Regions from separate parts of the Mus musculus genome. Here region 2 is linked to region 1. The links are chromatin contacts, called in public promoter capture Hi-C maps. All regions are on one chromosome and are shown on one strand. Each heading gives the region's core, a stretch centred on a gene start, on an enhancer-like site or on the middle of the called end of the contact. The rest is flanking DNA. Distances are from core to core; before and after follow the strand shown. Region 1 holds the start of Vps50 (VPS50 EARP/GARPII complex subunit). Region 2 has its middle 20 kb from the start of Gm34470.

The links. Promoter capture Hi-C pulls out the DNA fragments that hold promoters and counts their contacts.
Region 2: a contact with region 1 is called in a promoter capture Hi-C map of pre-B cells, with 13 times the contacts expected there. The contact joins the enhancer-like site here to the promoter of Vps50 in region 1. A contact is called at or near these places in 7 of 39 promoter capture datasets (the 3T3-L1 cell line, the HPC-7 cell line, embryonic stem cells and 4 more), 1 of 15 datasets of contacts at CTCF or cohesin (large pre-B cells), 11 of 484 Hi-C or Micro-C datasets (CD4 T cells, cardiomyocytes, cerebellar granule neurons and 5 more) and 3 of 115 datasets of contacts at active chromatin or transcription factors (the NIH/3T3 cell line, astrocytes and embryonic forebrain).

The regions. Positions count from the first base shown.
Region 1 is chr6:3,494,338-3,500,915 of GRCm38.p6, forward strand. It overlaps Vps50 (VPS50 EARP/GARPII complex subunit), which reads left to right and starts at 4,056. Exons shown (of 28, transcript NM_024260.5): 1 at 4,056-4,218. The coding sequence starts at 4,186. Hepacam2 (HEPACAM family member 2) reads right to left here and starts at 161. Exons shown (of 10, transcript NM_178899.5): 1 at 63-161. The coding sequence starts at 141.
Region 2 is chr6:5,579,974-5,586,551 of GRCm38.p6, forward strand. No RefSeq gene overlaps it. Among named protein-coding and RNA genes, the nearest start is that of Gm34470, 20 kb to the left of the region's middle. Within about 2 kb of position 2,913, at least 46 of the 459 cell types and tissues checked have an H3K27ac peak or open chromatin away from gene starts, as enhancers often do. A contact at or near this core is called in the HPC-7 cell line, the NIH/3T3 cell line and pre-B cells, where this site is marked.

The DNA of each region.
Region 1 (6,578 bases), core at 2,806-5,305:
GCCAACAAAACCCCAAAACTCAAACCCCAAATACCTAAAAGCCAGCTCGCGCAGGCCCTTACCTATAAGAAGAAGGTGTATTTTGCAAAGAGAGAGCCCAACCATGCTTCTGAGAAGCTCCATAAAAGCATCCTGTCCCATGCATGCGGCGCCCTGTTCTCAGTGGCAAGTTGGTTCATGGACCAGCAGCTGCTGGTTTATTTGCTAGGGAAATTAGCAGTGAGGTAACAGACCCTAGCCTGCCTCTTGCTTCTGTGATTTGAATACAGAATGAATGTGTATACAAAGGACACAGGCAGTAGGAACACCTGTTATATGTTCTGCGAGAACACAGGGCTGTGGCTTTCAAATAGTTTCTTGGTGATTCTCAGTAATTTTTCAGTATTGCTTTATAAATTATACTGAGTTATTCACAATAAGAAGGAGGAAGATACTCTCTTTGCGTGGCCTCGTGATAAATAAAACCCAGATCTACTTTCTTATCATGAAAAATTATGCCATTATTTTGAAATTTGAAAAAAATACTTTCTATGAAAATTGAAGTACTTTATGAATTTCCTAAGTAGCCATTTTTCTTCACAAAATTATCATGTGAATTATCATGTAAAGACTGTACCAAAGAACCAAAACAGAGTATTAGAGATTTTTTGTGTTTTATTTTCTATTACAAATGGCTGTGATGGTTTTATTGGATCTGTGTATTCATCTCACTTTCTTAAAAAAAATAAATCACATGTCGTTTGCAAGTGGAGCTGAGGCATACATTTTACATAATGACAGTGTGTAGCACACAGCAACAGATAGTACTTGGGGTCATATTTTCTCAGCTCAAGCTTAGAGGAAGTGAACTAGTAACCATTAAAATCTTGCTTGTGTGTTCTGGCTGCATCTTCTAGCTCTTTTCAGTGCCATGAAGTAGGTGGGCTGAGAACTTTGCTTAATTCAGTAAGTTCCAAGAGAGCTATTGTTTGTAAGAAGGCTTTGGTCCACACTTTCTGCATGGAATGGAACATATCTAGAAACATTTGACCTGAAGCTAGTAGAATTCTCAATATAAGTAATTTTTAACAGGATAGTCTCACTGAAGAAATTCAGTGATTAGAGTGTGGGAGTGAAGGAAGGCATGGTTTTTCATTTTAACTGCTTCAAAGAAGACTGTTATTCAAATATTATTTAAAAATTAAAAAAAGAACAATTGTTATTCTGGAGAACAACTTTGGAAATACTCTTGATGTCAATGTTCCCAACTTGTTGAAGATGTGTCTAAAGGCAAAGACACTACTGTTGGGAAACCTGAGTTCTTTATACAGTTCAGTTGCTTTATAATGCTTCACACCTCAGAAATATGTCAAGGGCATCCTCAAGCCCAGGCAATGACTACAAGTTTCTCCACACCCTCTAAATTCTGCACACATACATATTCACTTCAATGTATTTACTTAGATATATACTTTCCTTCTCAGATCCTTGACTACAGCGAACAATCTTAGTCATTGACATCCAAGCATAATTCTCATTTTTCTTAACATGTTTCCCCAGAAATAAACCCCTGTGCTCTTTAGTCTATGTTGTCTGCTCCTTAGCCATTCCTTAAGAATTTCACACAAATTTTCATAACAGACTGCACAACATCCAATTGGAAAAAAAAAAACCCATAGGATTTAAATAGATACCCCACAAGCTCCTTCACTCCATTTAGATCATTCTTCATATTGATCAAATAAGATCATTCTTCATATTGTCCTTAAACTAAAAATGGCTTATTATGAGAGTTCCAGGATCCTTGGTAAGATGTGGGAAACGAAGACAGTATGGAGGGGTGCCCCTAGTATCAAATATATAGCATTTAAAGGACTTACGAATATTCCAGTATTTTCCACATTTTATATTAAAATGCCAACTTTTGTGACAGAAAGAAATAGTAGGTATTTTAATAAGGACTTAGATACAAGAACGATCCATTTTTGTGCTCTTTTCCCTGTTATTATATACATTCAAATTTTTGCATTATATGTGTGGTTTGTACAAGAACTGTTCACATTAACCATGCGCCCTCTAGTGGTTTGCTGGTAAATATAACTGTTTGTGACAGTACTGGTGAATCAGGAGTTGAACATTGAAATCATACAGGCAAATTTAACTTCAAGAGCTCCCAAAATGACAGAATTCCTAAAATAGTTCCAAAGAGTTTTCTAAGAAAAGGAAAATTCTCCCAGAAATATGGCATCACTTGGAGGCAGTGGCAGGGAGATCTCTGAGCTTGAAGCCAGCCTGAGCTATATAATGAGATCTCCTCTGGGGTTGGGAGGTGGGGTTGGGTTGTCTTAACACAGTATTTCATAGCACAGTTGATAATCTACCATCTGCTTCTGTAATAAAAAAAAAAAGGTCCCATATCCTCGACTGTTTACTCACCTTAGTTATATTTGCATTAAAATGAATGCACTAAAACCATTTCTGTGCATAACGATTACATTAATATAAGGAGTCACTGAAAGTGTGTGGGTGATGAGGGCAGGACTGCTTTCTGGTCTTGCCAATCACACATGGTTTACTGTTCATTTACATTATTGGGCTGGTTTTGTTGTACACAGTGAGCAAGCATCTACTACAAGCATTTCAAGCAGCTGTAATCTTTAATACAGACCCCTTCATATCTGTAGAATTATTTACACTAGGAGAATCAATTGGGGGAAATCCTCAAGATTACATGAATGGTTGTATCTAAGGTGAACTAACTTTGTAATTACATTGCTCCCAAAGAGAAGTGCATCTGCAGGAAAAGCCAGCCACTAGAGGAGGCAACTGCATAGGCGATTTCTGAGCTAGTGTCCAACCCTCCATACAGTCAAGTTTATGCTTTGCTTTTATAATAAAAACATTAGTTATTAGTTTTTATAATACGTTAAACTAATGTAGTTAAAAGGCACTGGTGTCCTGATTTAGGAGTCACTCCTCAGCATAATACCGGGAACCTTTAAGCATTTAAGTCATCAGTTTATACGTCTAACAATCTTAGGTAAGTATCTTAACTTCTCCATGCCTGTTTCACCATTTTTTAACATGAAGATGATGGTAACTCCAGAAGATGTTCATGCATACGAGCTTGCGGGTGTGTTTCTTGTGTTTTTCTTTCTTTCCTTTTCAATCTTTTTGTTTGTTTGTTTGCATGTTTTGTTTTCTAGAGGGAGAAAGAAAGAAGGTGCGTGGAAGCAAGTGTGGCGGTAGGGGCAGATCTAGGATGAGTTGGGGGAGGGGAGACCTGATCAGAACATATTGTATGAAAAATTGTAGTACAAAAACAAAACAAAACAAGGAAAAGATGCTCATGTAGATAAATGCATAAGGTCATACACATGAAGCCATTAACAAAATTTCTCCCAATTCGTAAGTTTTCATTGTTACCTATTGTTATTAGCTCTGGGTTTGCTGCCCCCCACAGCAAAGTTACCCCGTTACTTTCTCCTTTATACTACTAATAACAAGATCAGGGCTTTAAAGTGACAAGTGCCCTCATACTTACTGACATCTGCCTCGACTTGCCTTTGCTAAAGCAGGTAGAAAAATGATAGGTGGGGTAGACGAAATCCTTTGATTTTTCTAGAGCGTTTTCAGGAAATGCCAAGAATGAAGAAGAACCTACGGCTGGCCATCAGTATCTTAGGGGTCCTGCCTCCCACTTTCCTCAGGGCACACCCAGAGCCACTGGGAAATTCCTTGTCTTAAGTCACCTTTCCAAGTGCTCTTTATGGAGGTCAATCAGTCTCTTTCCTCGCCTCTCTAGCCCAGGTGTGCTTTCTCTTGCACTCCTAGAGGGCATCTTGTCAAAGTGGACTATCTACAGACGCTTCAGAGTTGTTTAGTTCAGTGGCCAGACTACCTAAGTCATAGGTATTCGCCTCGCCCAACGCTCTTCCAAGTCCAGGTAGTGGCTCTGGAACAGAAGGAGTCCCAGTTCATTGAAGCGACTGCTTCTTGGGAAATGTAGTACTGAAGTTGGCCTCCTCCTTTGATTGCAGCCGGAAAACTACATTTCCCGTCATGCTCGGGGAAAGGAAGGCTGACCCAGGCGGGCAGCTCCACGTGACGACTCACTATGGCTTCCCTGTGTTGTAGCCGGCTGTCTGGTGGGATTATGTGATTTGTTACTTCTCCGAGGCAGGGTAATTGTCTCTCGACTTCGACATGCAAAAAATCAAATCTCTCATGACCCGGCAGGTGAGTTCTGTTTTCTGAACTAAAGAGCTTCCCGCTCCCGGCTGTGAGAGGCGCCGAGACGCCCAGTTCCTTGGTGGCGGCGGGCGTAGGCTTAAGTTATAGTGGGTGGCGGGGCTCAGGGGTGTTGGGCAGCTAAGTAGTACACTGGAAATCTCAACTGAGCCTCCTAGATCCGACCTCGACTCCTTGAAAGAAGTGTCTTCCTACAAACATTTCGTTTAGACAAAGCCAATCAGGGAGCTGGGCTGTCTTTGTACCTTCTCCTTTGCTTTAGTTTCCTTTCCAGGACAGCCTTAGCTGCTTTGCAGCGTCCCCCTCGTCCTCACTGGTGGTCGTTTGCCAGTAGGTGCCCTGGAAAGTGAGGTGGGGTCTGTGCAGTAGAGAAAACTCGAAAGAGCAAGGGTGAAGGCAAAGGGCTGTTTGTAGCCAACATTGGTAGTGTTGTGGATTGGCAGTAACTCTCCAAACTTGTAGCTGTGTTTTTGGATTTAAACATGGGAATGACAATTCCTTTTCTATCCCCCTCCCATCTCAAAGTATCGCATTGTAAGTCACCAGTAAGCTAGTATATGTCAGCATTCTTTGTGTATTGCTACTTAAAAAATAAAATTCTGACAAAGAATTTTTTTTTTCAGAATGATAATTCAGGAATAAGACTGGTACTATATCTTGTCTCACATATGTTAGAGCTTCCTAATACTGTGTCTCAACTTCCTTCGAGGAGTTGAAGAAATGTATGTTTTTTTTAGGTATTTATTGATCATTTTATTTCAGAAACCTTTGTTTTGACTGTAGCATTTTTAGCTACTGAAACATAATTAGAATTTTTCTTTGTTTTAATAAGAAAGAAGTGCAATTTAGATGAGTTTTAAAATCATTGTGGCTTAGAAATGTTGGTAGAGTCCTTTCTTTAAAGCTTCACTTATAATTTCTTTTTCTTAACAAGAGAACAGAAGACTTCTTGTCCTGCTTGAGGATTCAAAGTGTCAGCAGTAGTGGGACAGACACTTGTAATTTCTTATAGACAGTACGTACGTGATCCTTGCATAATGCTTTTCTTTTTCTTGATTTGAGTCGAGAAACTAGGAAAAAATTTTCTATGAATAATAAAACAAACAAGCAGGGGGCAGAGGCACTTAGCAGCCTTTCACGTTGTTGGACACTGGCGCTGTGCGTCTTGCTGCTTCTTACTTGAGAATAGGTTTGGAGGCTGCTCCATCCTGAGGTGAGAGGAGAGGGAGCAGACACTCAGGAGCCCCTCAGATTTGGATGACTACATTCTGGTTTTGCGTTCTGTCTCCTTGGTCTTGCCTGTTAAGCAGCATAGTCCATTGTCTGCCATACAGCTTATAAATACCTTGGGCTGCTGCATTTGGGTTTTTTCTTCCTAAGGTTGGTGCTCTCCTTAAATTCCAAAGAATTCCAGAGAACTGGTGATAATATATCCATAATGTTTGTAAATGTAATGCTGACTCTGCAGAAAGTGTGAATTCTTAAGCCTCACACAGTTTACTGAATTATAGTAGGTTATATCTGTAGTTAGTTGGAGAAAAAAAATCTTTAGAACGTATACAAGAAACTACTGTATAAATAATAGTAATGTAAAGTTAACAGGTTTATGCAAATGTGTGGCCCTAATTATATATGTTTAAAGCTCAATTTATACATATATTATTATTGTGCTGTTGATGTATATTAAAGAGATGAAATTCTGATTTATGAAAATTTAATTTTATTTGGGTTCTCTCTCTCTCTCTCTCTCTCTCTCTCTCTGTCTCTCTGTCTCTGTGGCTCGATTGCTCACCATTTTGATTGTTCTTTGCAGAACGTTCACAGGGATGGGTGCCCTTAGTTAGCTGGCCTTATGTAGATGAGACCTGTGACTCATCGTTCCTCACTATGCTGGCTTCTGTTCATTCAGTTTTGTCAAACTGAATTGAGTGTTGTGGGCCAGGCACTATTCCAGCAGATTTGGGAGAGGCAACAATGAATAGAATAGACAGTGAGTGCTAAGGAAGACTTGGTGAGGGAAATGTTTCAGGGAAATGTTTGAGGAGAAGGAAATAAGGAGGCCTGGAAGGCTTGGTAATTTAAGTTCAATTATATCTGTAGATATGGGCTGGTCCTAGAAAGCTTCAGTGCAAAAATAATACAAAGGCCTGAGAGAAGTGAGTGGGTGAACTGGATTAGTGGATAACAGCAGAAGAACAAATTCAGGAACTATTACGGTCCACTGTAGGCAGACTACAGGGAATAAAGGAAATGGCCTTAGGAGATGATGTTAGGACGTAGGCAGGAAGCAGGTGACACTGAACTTTACAGGTCAGAGCATGCCTTGACTTTTGTTCTGAGTGGCCATT
Region 2 (6,578 bases), core at 1,663-4,162, 2.1 Mb after region 1:
TTCATGAAAATAAATTGACCAGAAACAATAGCATGACAAGCATTTGAAAGACTAATCTCTCTATTAAAGTACTGAGAAAATGGGTGAAAACCTCAAAGGATTTTACATCATCAATCACGTATGGTTGTGTTGAAAATAAAACCTTGCATATAGTTATTACTGGCTTTTATAATTCTTTTGACAAGTTTTTATGTTTATGTTTATGAGTGTTTTGCCCCTATTATTGCTATGCACCACATGTATGTCCGGTACCTGCAGAGGTACCAGAACAGGACTTCAGATCTCCTGGGACTAGAGTTACAGATGGGTGAAAACCACCAGGTGGGTCCTGAGAATCAGACTCCTGGGAGTTCTGGAGGGGCAACATGTACTCCTAATGGCTGAGCCATCCCTCCAACTCCTTTGTAATTTTCTTGGAAAAAAAATATCCCCCCTCAAACTCCACTTGAATTACTCTTTGTTCACATAAAGAATTAATAAAAATTGAAATTATAATGTTGATGTAAGGTAAACTATAGGTGTCACGGTAATGGGTTAAAACGTAGTGTTGCGATCTGCAAAAAAAATGGCTCTATGATTAAGAACGAGTTGCTGCTCTTACAGAGCACTTATGTGTGGCATATGACCATCCATAACACCAGTTCTAGGGATTAGACCCTCTTTTCTAGCCTCTGAGATACCAGGCACATATGTGGTGCAAAGACATACATGGAGGCAAAACACCCATACACATAAAACGAACAATAATAAAATAAAAATTAAAAAGGAAACTGTTATGGTTAAGCTCCCTGTGTGCCTCACGATCATATACACACAGTTCATCATAAACTAGTGGATAAATGGATTCCGTTTGAAGTGAGACATTTGAATTGGCCTCTCGTGGCACCCAATTATGTTTGGATAAGGAGAACCTCATGAGCCTTGAAGAGCTCAAGGTTATTATGTACCTTAATTGAGATAATGACAACAGACTGTTGGCTAATCATCCCATGGAAAGTTATAGCTCTAACTTGAAATGCTCTTCATGCAAACTTTCACTGCAATCTAGTGCTGTTTCCTGGATCAATCCTTACAAGTGCACACTAGGCTCTTTATATCTTCCCTGGACACTTTACTTCATATTCTTTCTATGCCAAGATGTCTTTGCCTGAAGTCTAAATTGTGCATGTCCATAGTCCTCAAGGTTCAGTTTCAACACAGCTTCATGAGAAGTCCACTAACACCTCTGTTTCAACAAATATCTTCTCTCATTTTGCGTGCTTTCATGTGTGCTTTCTGGTGATACTAACTACGATTTCCAGGAAGGTTTTACTTCCTGTACCAGCCTGTAACCACTGCCAAGAGAAGGGCCAATGTATGAATTATCTTAATACCTTCCCAGTGTCTTGCATGAGGTCTTGCACATGACGAATTCATTCACCTACTCAGTTATTCATAGATATTCTTAGACTGTAAAAAAAAAATAGTTTGCTCCTAATAACCGTGTATTCACTGAGTGAATGAGTTAGAGCAGAGCATCAAGTAAGTGTATTAGGAAATTTTCTTTTGGCTTGATTATTAAAATCCATCCCCACATTTTCTAAATGATGCGAACGTACAGAAGGCGGTGTGTGTGCCCTTCCGGAGATACACTTGCAGGGGTAGCATGTGTTATTCATTACATCACATATAACCTTTTCAGGTTTACAATCAATCTTGCTTGGAAGGCTAGTGTCATTTAAAAAGTACAGCAGCGTGCTGGAAGCAGAGACAATCTGAGCTGGCTACAGACTGTGAATCCAAATACCCTGTTTAAAGGTCCAAACATGAAGAAGGGGGATGTACTAAACACATCATTTTCTGTCCAACTGATTGAAAAGGGATGGTACATTGAAGCTTTGTTGGGTTTCAATGCATTGATTTTTTTCTGCTACCTATTTTTCTTGGGTTTGAAAGGTACTTAAGAGTCTATTTCAAGTTGCCTGCAGACTTCTTTTCTCGTGTTTCTTAAAACTATTTGTGATTAAATCACCCACATTGTCTTCAAGGCTCTAATGACCTTCTTCCGGCTGTACTCTATTTTTTCTTTACAATATTCTGTTTATCACATCTTTATTTTCCACTACACTGCTTGATTTTGGTTTCCCTGTCAGTTTTTCTGCTTTTCTTTTCTTTTTCTTTTCTTTTTTTTGATCCTCTGTTCAGTCTGGTATTCATTGCCCTATGTACTTGTTCGGCCTCTGGGACTTTCAGGGCATCTTCTAGGTCAAATGTTATGCCAGTCAAAGACAAGTTCCTGAATTTAAAGACATCACAGCCTGAAGTGATGATAGAGTACCCCAAGTTATTAATGATAGCATGTGGCATCATGAGCAAGCGTGGATTAATGCCACTCATATTGTGCAGGCATTGCTATTGAAATGCCAAACATTAGTTATGAGATAAGAGTGGTAGCTTAGATGATAGCATGATGAAAGTTAGCCTTTGAGGAAACCATGTGTAAAAAGAGGACTCTTAGGTTGTATTAAAGAGAGAAGCAGAGGTGCAGAGATGTCTGATAGGATGATGGTTGGTGCTTGATGGACAGCAGTGTTTCTGAAAGTGCCATAAATGGTCTGATGACATTGGGTCCATATTCTTGAAGCCTTAAAATTGAACTCCCACAAAATTGAACTGGATTTTCGGGAAATCATTAAAACTGTCTTGGACCAACACTCCTAGATTCAGTTTGTCTCTCCAGAGGTTTAGAAAGTCTTGCATAGAGAGAAGGGGGTTTCAGCTGTCCTGGTTTGATTGACTTACCCAACAAGACTGAAGATGGCATATAAGGACTTCAGTAGCAGAGGTTGTTTTTGTTGCTGTTATGTTACATGGTGTGTGAGTTTCCTACCACAAAAGTTGTCAGCTCTCTACTGGCATGTCCGGGGCAAAGGAGAGAACCCAGTCTGGCTGAGTCTCTTGGGGCTGAGATTCACCAGGCCAGCTGGGAGTCCTCAAAGCAGGAACTCATTTTATTGTATTAGTCTTTTGTTTATATAGGGTTGAGGAAGAAGGTGGGGATTTTTGCTGAGGTGAGATGGCATAGGGGTCAGGGAAGGGTGACAGAAGGTATGGGGTGAGATGACCAGGGGTGTGGGGTTATCTCATGGGGCCTATAAGAAATGGACACATCAGGGGTAGCTAGACAGAGGCAGGCTTAAGCAGGAAGTGCTGAGTCACTCCAGTACGGAAGTGAACAAGACAGGTCTCTAAACTCAAGCAAAGGCTTAGCCTTCCTCACTAGTACTTGGCCTCAGTTTCTGGCCGAATAAGGCCTAACAAGAAATGAATGTCAACATTTTTATGTGCCTAAAGTTTGGAAATCTCTACCCAAACTCCAAACCCTCAGCTCACATGACCACCTCAGCAGTTAAGCTGCTTTTCTTGACTCTCTGACTGCAAAGCCTCTTCCTCCAACAGCCTTCTCAGCATTCAGAAATGAAATAACATGCTCTAAACCACCAAACATCCAAACCATTCTCAAAAGATGTGGCATAAAAAATGCACTCACTTGGGAAAACAAATGTCTGTGGTTTTGTACTTTCTCTTCCTATTTTGTTTTCTATTCTTTTTTATCAACTAATTTTTAATTTTTTTCATTAATTTATTTATTGATTTTACGTTCCAATTACAGCACCCCCCTCCTTCCGGTCTCCTTTACACAGTCCTATTCCCTTCTCCTCTAGGGTGAGCCCACCTCCACCCCAGGTATTCGTCTACCCTAGCATATCAAGTCACTGCAGGACTAAGCACATTCTCTCACACTGAGTCCAGACAAGGCAGTCCAGCTAGAGGGACAGGATCCATGGGCAGACAACAAATTCAGGGACATTCTCACACCCTTTGCTCCAGTTGTTGGGGGACCTGCATGAAGACCAAGCTGTACATCTGCTACATATGTGTGGGGCTTGGGAAGCTAGGTCCAGCTCAAGCTTGCTTGTTGATTGGTGGTTTAGTTTCTAGGTGTCCCCAAGGGTCCAGGTTATCACCTCACTTTCTAAAGGGATTATTAATGGTTCCATAGTATGCAGTCTTTCTATTTGACACTATAACGCTACTCACCAGCCAGGCACTTGTCATTCAACCGACCAGATTTCCTAGGTTTTTTTGGCAGTTAGCTCTGATTGCACCTTGATTGTGATTGGTGAGAGGCTAGTAGGAGAGTCATGGAGCTTACTAAAGGGACAGTGCTTGATGGTCTTGTTTTCTGTTTCCTTCATCATGGTAGAACATCGATGAGAAAGCTCAAGTTCTAGAAGCTGACGTACCATGGTATGAATTTGAGATATGAACTACTCATAAGGTGGGAATGAGAGAGCAGCCTCTGGTCAATACAATAATGGAATGGCATTCCAGAGCAAGAGACTGTGCCAAGATTTGTTAGACCTGAAGAAGAAATGTTTCTCCTGTTTAAGCAGTACTATTGCAAGCTTTAGTGCCAGAATCCTAAGCAATACTCCATAGTACTCTGCGAATCCCCTTTCATGGCTACTTCCTGGTGACGTTCAAGTTACCCGTGATACTGGTACTCTTCACGGCACACAGCACCATTGGCCACTTCTCCTATTAAAGCACTCCCTCCTCGGGATGTTCATGAAGAGCCCTATAGAATGGCATCAGGAAAGGAAATTCAGGATATCCCACACAGAGGCCAAGCACGGCATCAGTAACTACTTGCAGCCCGTGGCATTGCATGGCCTGACCTTTTATATCCAAAGGTTCTTCTGTCCTTATTTATCCCTTGCATCAGAGTTCTAAGGCTGGGTAACTGAGAAATGCAGGGTCCTGAGCCTCAGTGCCCGTGAATCTTACGTCCTTCTCAGAGATAGTGTGTTGACACGTCTGATCTTTATTAGCTCCCCAGAAACCCAGACATAGGATAAAATAACATACATATTTCTGGGTTGAAGACCACTGTAGACCTGAGACTCCTATTTTCTGCTCTGGATTTTCAGCCTGAACAATCTCACAGTTTTCCAATTTGTCACCACATACATACTAGCAACATTGAAACTAACCATGCCAAGTCATGTTTGAGCTTCAGACTCATGGATCCAACAGCCATTTGGAAGCTCCAGTGGCTGTTTCATTGACATGTAAGGCTCAGCAGACACAATTGCATCTGCTTTTTCTGGTCACTCTTCTGTCTGCCTTTACTCTCCATGAATAGGACTGTGATTGCTTTAGTTGTGGCAATTAGAAATTTCAAATCCTTCTCCAATTCCCTCATCCTCTCAGATGCCTGTTAAACCTGTTCTAACACTGGGGATGCCCGGTTTTCCACTCATGTACTCCTTTCCATTCGCTCCCGCCATTTCTGGGTTGAAGCTGCCGTTGCTTCTTGCTCCATAGTCTTGCTTTCTTCTGGCCCTTTCCACAGTTGCTGGAGTGAACATGATAAAGTAGAAATCAACTTACGATGTCTTTGCCTACAGCCCTCCAGGGAGTAGTCATCGCTTTAGGATGGATGTCTAATTCTGTTGCCTGACCCACAAGAGTCTCATGCTATGCTACTGTTTTGCTCTCCTAACTCTCGGCCCTCACAATGATATGCTCCTGCTTTGTCTCCTAACTCAAGGCCCACCGCTCTTCTCACCTTCATGTATCTTACAGATTGAAAGAGAGGAGCACTCCCTAATTTACACACTCCCCTCCCCTCCCCACTCGGAGCTAACCCTGGAATATTCTAGAATGCCCTGTTTGTTATTTTACTAGTCTGTAATATTACCTGATTGTGGGAGCAGTGTCACACAGGGCATAGAAGACTCAACATCAAATGGTTTTGGCCCCTCTGTGGGTTGCAGCTACCACAGAGCCGACCTAATGGTCCATTTGATAGTTACTGAATGAATGCAGATTCTTAATTATCCTGTAGATAAGTTTATAGAGGTGTGATAATCCTCTCACCATCACATTAAGAGCTCTAGCTGAAGCCACACTCGATCAAGGCTTGCTGTTTCCAAAGCTCATGCTCATGTCACAGTAAACACACAAGGGCATTTTTATGAAAAGGCTGTAATAATGATGATATTTAATACTTTAAAATGTTTTCTGGGGCCTCATTATATTTTCTCATTAGCTGTGGCTTCTGCTCACCAAACAGCAATCTGAAGATGTGCGCATCTAAAAGCAAAACATTTGGTCAATTAAATCAACTTAGTAAAAGAAATAAATAACACACTATAAATAATAGTTATTTGGGCATCCCTGCATACCACCTTCCATTGTAGTTAGTTTTCTCTTCTCGTTTGGATTTAGAATCAGAAAACTACAGCTTTTGCTGCCCTTTGCTTCCTCATATCACCCAAGAGGCCAGTGCTGGGTTGTGAAGACAGATGCCGCCCAAGTAATATGATGACTGGAAAGGGTGATGCATGTGCCGCCATCTTTCCCTGGAGTCACGGTGGCACATGTTCACTCTCAGGGAGATTCTAGTACAGGCTGAGGAGAAACAATGGAAAGGAAAGAAATATCCACCCTGCAGAGGAATGATCACCCCACACACCTACATATGAGCTGTTTGCTTGACTCACAAATAATATGCATGAATCAAATCTGAG